Regions from separate parts of the Mus musculus genome. Here region 1 is linked to region 2. A link is a contact called in public Micro-C data. All regions are on one chromosome and are shown on one strand. The core of a region is the stretch at or near the end of the contact, and the rest is flanking DNA. Distances in the headings are between cores, read along the strand shown.

What was found. Hi-C and Micro-C count contacts between places; a contact is called where the count stands out from the background.
Region 1: a Micro-C map of granulosa cells shows a contact between it and region 2, with 1.7 times the contacts expected there. The contact joins two enhancer-like sites.

Annotation. Positions count from the first base shown.
Region 1 is chr16:33,439,297-33,442,887 of GRCm38.p6, forward strand. All of the region lies in intron 4 of Zfp148 (zinc finger protein 148), which reads left to right. Among named protein-coding and RNA genes, the nearest start is that of Zfp148, 60 kb to the left of the region's middle. Within about 2 kb of position 1,930, at least 2 of the 459 cell types and tissues checked have an H3K27ac peak or open chromatin away from gene starts, as enhancers often do. A contact at or near this core is called in granulosa cells, where this site is marked.
Region 2 is chr16:33,195,199-33,198,488 of GRCm38.p6, forward strand. It overlaps Osbpl11 (oxysterol binding protein-like 11), which reads left to right. Exons shown (of 13, transcript NM_176840.3): 2 at 876-944. Among named protein-coding and RNA genes, the nearest start is that of Osbpl11, 12 kb to the left of the region's middle. Within about 2 kb of position 1,258, at least 21 of the 459 cell types and tissues checked have an H3K27ac peak or open chromatin away from gene starts, as enhancers often do. A contact at or near this core is called in granulosa cells, where this site is marked.

The sequences.
Region 1 (3,591 bases), core at 680-3,179, 240 kb after region 2:
TCACCCACTGAGCTATCTTGGCAGCCCACATTTTGTTTTTAGTTGGAGAAAGAGTTAAGTGGAAAAGCTTGTATCTTCAGTTCAGTTCAGACAGCTGCATACATTTTAGTAACACACAACCCATCAGGATATAGAACATTTTCAGTATCTAGAAAGTTGCTTTGTGATTCTTCCCAGTCATTTGTCTCATAATTGTTAGGATTGTTTTTCATTATAATTTGTTGTAGTCTCAGAAATTTTATGTCATGAAATTAAATGTAGCTCTCATGTTTGCATGCTTTCGTGAAGCACATTATTAGTTTATCTGTGTTGATTGTTTATCAGTACTTCATTGTTTTTTCTTATTGATTAGTGTTGTATTGCTTTAATATCTAAACATTTACTATCTTTCTTCCTTGTGTGCACTTTCTTATTTGTATTATTAGAAATAAAGCTATTAGTAAATGCATTTTCTGCATGTTTGTATGCCTTCTCTTGAGTTTTGTTTCTGTTTGACTGACTTAGTTTATCTTTCAGTCAGAAACACTTTTTGACTTTCTCCTCCATGGTTAAGTTTGAGATCAGATAGAATAATACCTCAGTTTTGTTCTTTGCAAGACTCTGAGGACAGTTTATGTCCTCGTATTTCATGTATAGTCAGTCTTAGAGCCAGCTGGACTTTCATTCAGATCACATAGATTCTAGGTAATGATTTGCTTACGGCCAACATTTAAACAGTGGTGGTTTTAATTCATCAGATGGCATACCTCTAGTTTTTTAGGTTTTCTTTAATTTACCCCCAGCCTTTTCTGTCATTTTTAGTGTTTAATTAGACACAGTTTGTTTTAGTGCTGTAGCACATAGTACCAGTTTTTAATGACTAGGATAACAAGCTTCAGTTGCTTTTCCTATTGCCTATGTAGTCTGTGACACTGTTTCTGTTACCTGTCAGTTTTCAGAGTTAAACTGTACATTCTTTAGTTGCCAACCAGCACTTGCCAGAGTTTCCCTTCTTTGTGAAGAATCCTCTTATCATGACTGGATATGACATCTATGACATCTTGAAAGACATCTTTTAAGAAGTTTATTTGCTTGCTAGCTAGCGAGTGTATGCCTGATCTTAAGCCAGCTAGTCAAACACTACCCTGGATCTACAGAACCTGAACCCTGCTTTGGCATTTTGTATTAGATGGGCTTCCCATGTAATTCACAGCTTACAGCTTGAGGACTGCAAGGCTCCTGATAGGGAAGAGCAGAAAGGGGAAGAGACAAGAGCTAACCCTTTATAATCAGTCCCCACTGCCCTTCGAACCCTCTGTCTACCCCAGATCCGGTTCCCACTCTGTAATTGAGTTACTTTGAGGATGTTTTATTGATGAGATCAACGTTATGTGACTTTGAGTTTGACTTTTTCACTTGGCCCATAACTGAATCAGAGCTGTCATATCTGTAGTCCATTTCTCTTGTTAGGCCTCAGGTGAACATACTCTCTCTTATTGGAAGGCCGTTGGGGTTGTTTCCAGCTTTTAGCTAGCACAGATAAAGCCGCTGTGGATATATTAGTTCATGGGTTCTGGACCAGTCTACAGAGCCTGAGATCTCTAGAACATGTCCTTCCATGTTCATAGCCTATCGCCATAAATGATCTGTTTATGTGCTTTTCATTGGCATGCCACTTACAGGATTGTGAGGGGTTCCTTTCTTGTCAGCACAGTAGAACTTTTCTCAACTCCTTATTCTTTTTTTTGGGGGGGGGGGTTGGGTTTTTTTTCTAGACGGGGTTTCTCTGTGTAGCCCTGGCTGTCCTAGAACTCACTTTGTGGACCAGGCTGGCCTCGAACTCAGAAATCCGCCTGCCTCTGCCTCCCAAGTGCTGGGATTAAAGGCGTGGGTCACTACGCCCAGCTATGACTCCTTATTCTTTTAATCTGTCAGCTTGACATTCCATTTGAATGAGCACTCAGTTGAGTTGTCGTCCTCAAAGATAAATGAATCTGAAAAATTGGTCATGCCGGTTAACAGATGGTCAGAGTTTGAGATTTATGTAACATTGTTTTATAATGAGACATAAATAGATATGAGGAATTATTTCCCTTTTTAGTCATATATTGCTGTTGGTGGTAAGGACTATGTATTGGTTTTCATTGAAAAGGGCATTTTACCCAGAACAGTATGATTTTGTTTCTCAATGTGAACAAACTTACAAGTAACAGGCCATTTTCAACATTCTCTTTAGTAAGTATTTTAAAAATGATATTGAACATGGTAATGGTTATCTTCCTCTGTTAGTTCATTCACTTGGAAATCACAAAAAGCTCCTTTTCATATTACCCCTTGTTAGTATAGAATTAGCACTTGAGCTTTCACAAATGTTAATGACTTTAGGTTCTGTACCCTTAGTAAATTAAGTTAACAATTAAAAGTTGTTATTTGTGGCAACTTAGCTCTCAGGATTTATTTTGATTTTCTACTCTTAAGTCAGTAGAGGTCAACTTTTTGGTGTATGGTTTACTCATTGGATGTTTGTTCTCCAATACATTACATTTAAGTTAACACTTGAGGCCTTTAAGCTCACTGGGCTTCTGCAGATGCTTATCAGCTGCATGGTGTCCATGCAGGCAGTGTCATTACAGCCTGTCTCACTAGACAGTGCTGTGGCAGCTTTGCAACATCTCAGAAAATAAAGAAAAGCTATCACCTACCTTCTCATTCTTACAGAGTTCATCAGAGAAGATTTGAGAACTCTTAAACTTCTATGCTCTTTTCTTTTCCAGTTGATGACAAGCATGTTAAGAGGAAAGGCTTGCAGTTTGTATTTACAAATTGGAGTAGATTATAATTGATGATAATACATTTGTCTTCTGATAAACTGTTGGGCTGTATAACATGAATGAAAATATTTTATAAACTGGAAGCTATCTAAAAATTCATGTTCTTGTCATACAATGATATATAGAAAAGATTTTAGGAATATCTAACTCCTGAAAGATTTACTTCAGAATTTACGTGACATTCTTTTAAACATCTTTTAAAAACTTACATGTGAAGGTCAGAAAGACACAACCTGCAGGGATCAGCTTTTACCTTCCACCATGTAGGTCCCAGTGACCAGATTCCAGTCATCAGGTTTGTAGACAGGTGCTTTTTACCTGCTGAAGCGTCTCCGTGGCTTTGTGTGACATTTTTAGATCATAAATTTCTAAAGCATCATGATAGAATTACAGCTATACTTTAAGGTGCTTTATATGTTTGAATACAGTTGGGGTTTTTTGTTTGTTTTTTTGTTTTTGATTTTTCGAGACAGGGTTTCTCTGTGTATCTCTGGCTGTCCTGGAACTCACTTTGTAGACCAGGCTGGCCTCGAACTCAGAAATCTGCCTGCCTCTGCCTTCCAAGTGCTGGGATTAAAGGCGTGTGCCACCACTGCCCTGCTTTGAATACGTTCTTAATGGGCCTGAAAACTCAAAATGTATTTGGCCATTGGAGTTAGACTTCTGTTTTCCTTTTCAGCTCCTAAAAGTTTTTAAAATCCTTTCATTAAGGAAGACGACACAGGCAATTATAATTATATTGTATGCTTTTTCAGAGTCATTTGTAAGTTACAGTCTGTTC
Region 2 (3,290 bases), core at 8-2,507:
TAAAGGCGTGCGCCACCACGCCCAGCTGTATAGTAAGATTTTAGGAAAGTTTTTCCCCATAATCCACTAGATATGGAGATAACCTCCCTAGATAACCCTAGAAGTCCAGTTCTTGCAGGACATGCTCAGCTGCAGTGCTTTTATGACATGCCACCAGGCAGGGGAGGACACCTTCCAGAGACAAGGCTTGGTGTGGAGAACTCAGACTAAGAAATGACTTTCCAAATGGTGAATTATGGACACCTTGATCCTTTGAGGAAATAATTTCTGTTGTGTTCTGCCTGGGGCTTTGCAGGGTTAATGCAGAGTACAACACTCAGGTTATAGGGCTACAGGACTGGACAAAAGAGTAAGTCTCATGGACAGAAACGGTTCAGGGAAAGCAGACTATATATATGCTAAGCACCCAGAGCAGAGAAAGACTTTTTAGGAAATAATTTTTGGGGAGTTGTTTTAAATAGAACATTCACAGTATATTTGTGTTTGTATTTATGTAGCTTTATATTTACATGACTATATTTCAAATAATAATAAGTGGAATATTGTACTTGTTTTGAAGAAATTAGTAAGCTTGACTCTTTTTTTCCCTCCCCTCCCCTCCCCTCCCCTCCCCTCCCCTCCCCTCCCCTCCCCTCCCCTCCCCTCCCCGGCTTGGCATTCAATATGTAGACCAGGCTGGCTTCGATCCAACATACAGAGATTCTTCTTGCCTCTGCTTCCTGAGGACAGAGACTAAAGACGTTCATGATCATGCCTGGAAAATTTAATGAATTATTGTCTCTGCAGCTATTTTCAAAACTGAAGAGTTGTCTGGGTTTGTTTGTTTTTGTTTCCTCATATTTCCACTAACTTCAGCTCTGTTCTTTTTGAAACAGTGACCACATGGAGAGTGTTAATGGCTATTTAATGAAGTACACCAACCTTGTCACCGGGTGGCAGTACAGGTAAGCTGACGGTCCTATGATGGCAGTCTCCTTCCTAAGAGGTTGGGAGTTGGTTCTGTTACACACTGCTGTTGGTACAGAGCTGTGGGACTTGTAGAGGATGGTTTACCATGTCTCTCCTACACAGGGGAAGGCTTTCTCCTTAGGGATGGAGGAGTTGGCCTGTGTCTCAGTGGCAGCCTCTAAGCCTCAGCACTGTCGTTAGGAATAGAGAGGTGTGCTCACCTGCCACGTGCTGCTGCTGTGTGCAGAGGTGAGGCTCTTAGTGGGGAGAGTGGGCATTTCTGCTTGATTCTCAGGCTGTGGCCTTGGAGGGTTAGTAAGCAGCCCACAGCCACATAGGCAGTTGGTGAGTAGGGAAGCCAGCTGTGCTAAGTACACTGTAGACTTAATAGTTGCAGGGCAAGGGTATTAAGGTTTTACTTTTTAAATTGACATTAAATAATACGATTTAAGTCATCTAACTCAGTGTAATTAAATATGTTCACCATTTTGTACAACTGTGCGAACTGCCGATCTCCAGACCCTTCCTCATCGTCTTGAAACTACATATCTTTCATATACTAGCCTCCTCCTCCAGCCTCCTTCTGTTATATAGTCTCTGGACTTTACCCCTCCTTATGCCTCGTGCCCAGGGAACATACGCTGTGTGACCTCTTGTGACTTTTTTATTTCACTCTGCATAGGGTTCAGATTCACATCATAACTTTGGTGGGGGTGTGATTTGTTTGTTTTGTGTAGCCTTGGTTGTCCTAGAATTCAGAGATCTGCCTGCCTTTGTCTCTTGGGTGCTGGGATTAAAGTCATGTGCCACACCACCTAGCTCTTTGGTGTTGTTTTTTCTCACTTTATTTTTATATTTATATATATGGATGTGTCCGAGAGTATACCTCTGTGTGCCTGAGTGTCACAGACAGTGTGGAGATCAGGGTCAGTTCTGTTTCCATCATGTGGTTCCTAGGGATTGAACTGTCTTCAGGCATGACAATATTCCTTCATCCACTGAGCCATTTTGTTGGTCCATTTTTTAAAATTACATTGTGTGTGTGTGTGTGTGTGTGTGTGTGTGTGTGTGTGTCAGAGGAAATCTTACAGGAATAAGTTTTTACTTTTCATCATTCAGGTCCTGGGATTTAACTCAGGGCATCAGGCTGGCAGAAGTACCTTCACCCAATAAACCATTTCCTTGATCCACATCATTATTTAAAGGCCAGTAATATTCCAGCATTTGTATTTCTTATTTATCTATCCCTATATTGATGGACAATGGGTTTTTCTTCTTTTGGCAATTGTAAATAAGGCTTTGCTGTGAATGTTGTGCCAGTATCTGTTCAAGTCTCTACATTTTTGTGTCTATGTCAGGAAGTAGAACTAATAGATAATACAGTGGTTTTTTTTTGGTGTTTACTTTTTTATTTTTGGTTTTAAAGAAATAAACTGCTGCTAGGCATGGTGGCACACATCTTTAACACCAACACTTGGGAGGCAGAGGCCAACCTGGTCTATGTAGTAAGTTCCAGGACAGCCAGGCTACATAAAGAGACCCTGTCTCAAAAAAAAAAGAAAGAAAGAAAGAAAGAAAATAATAATAATAAAATAAAATTAAATAAAATGAATTAAATAACTTTTTAAATTAAATAAATAGATGAACTCTCTCCATGTGGCCCAGGATGAGCCCAAGCTCTTAAACCCCAAATAATTCTTCTGGCCTTAGTATCTGGAGTCGGTCGCTAGGACTATAGACATGTGTACTTTTGCCTATTTCTATCCTTTTATTCTAACCAGCAAAAGTTTGTGCACAGGGTTCTTATTTCTCTGCACCCCCCTTACCTCTCAGGGTCCTCATTTTTCCCCCTCTCAATGCTGGGGTACAGGCATACACAGCCATGCCAGACACTTATGTGGGTGACAGTGACTTGGACTCAGGTCCTTGTGCTTGGAAGTACATGCTCTCACTCACTGAACCATCTCCCAGCCCTCAGTTATTCTTTAAAGTAATAAAACTAAAATTCATAAACAACTAATTTTGAGTCCAAAGTCTATTTTTATAGACAGATTATTTTCACAGAACCATGTATTATGCTGTTTATAATTCGCATGCGTTTGGAGATTCTGCAACCATGATGGGGTAACACGAGTTGTGTTTTTCTTCCTACCTCAAAACAACACAACCAGAAATAATACATGAAAGAATTTCTTTCTTTTTGAAAGAATGTTTTTCATACACTGTAAAGAATAACAGAAATGCCCATGGAAAATAGGAGTTTTTAAAAAGAAGCCATGGCGCATACATTCCCACCCTCCCACCAGACATACACACAAATCATACAAATAAGGACAAAACCA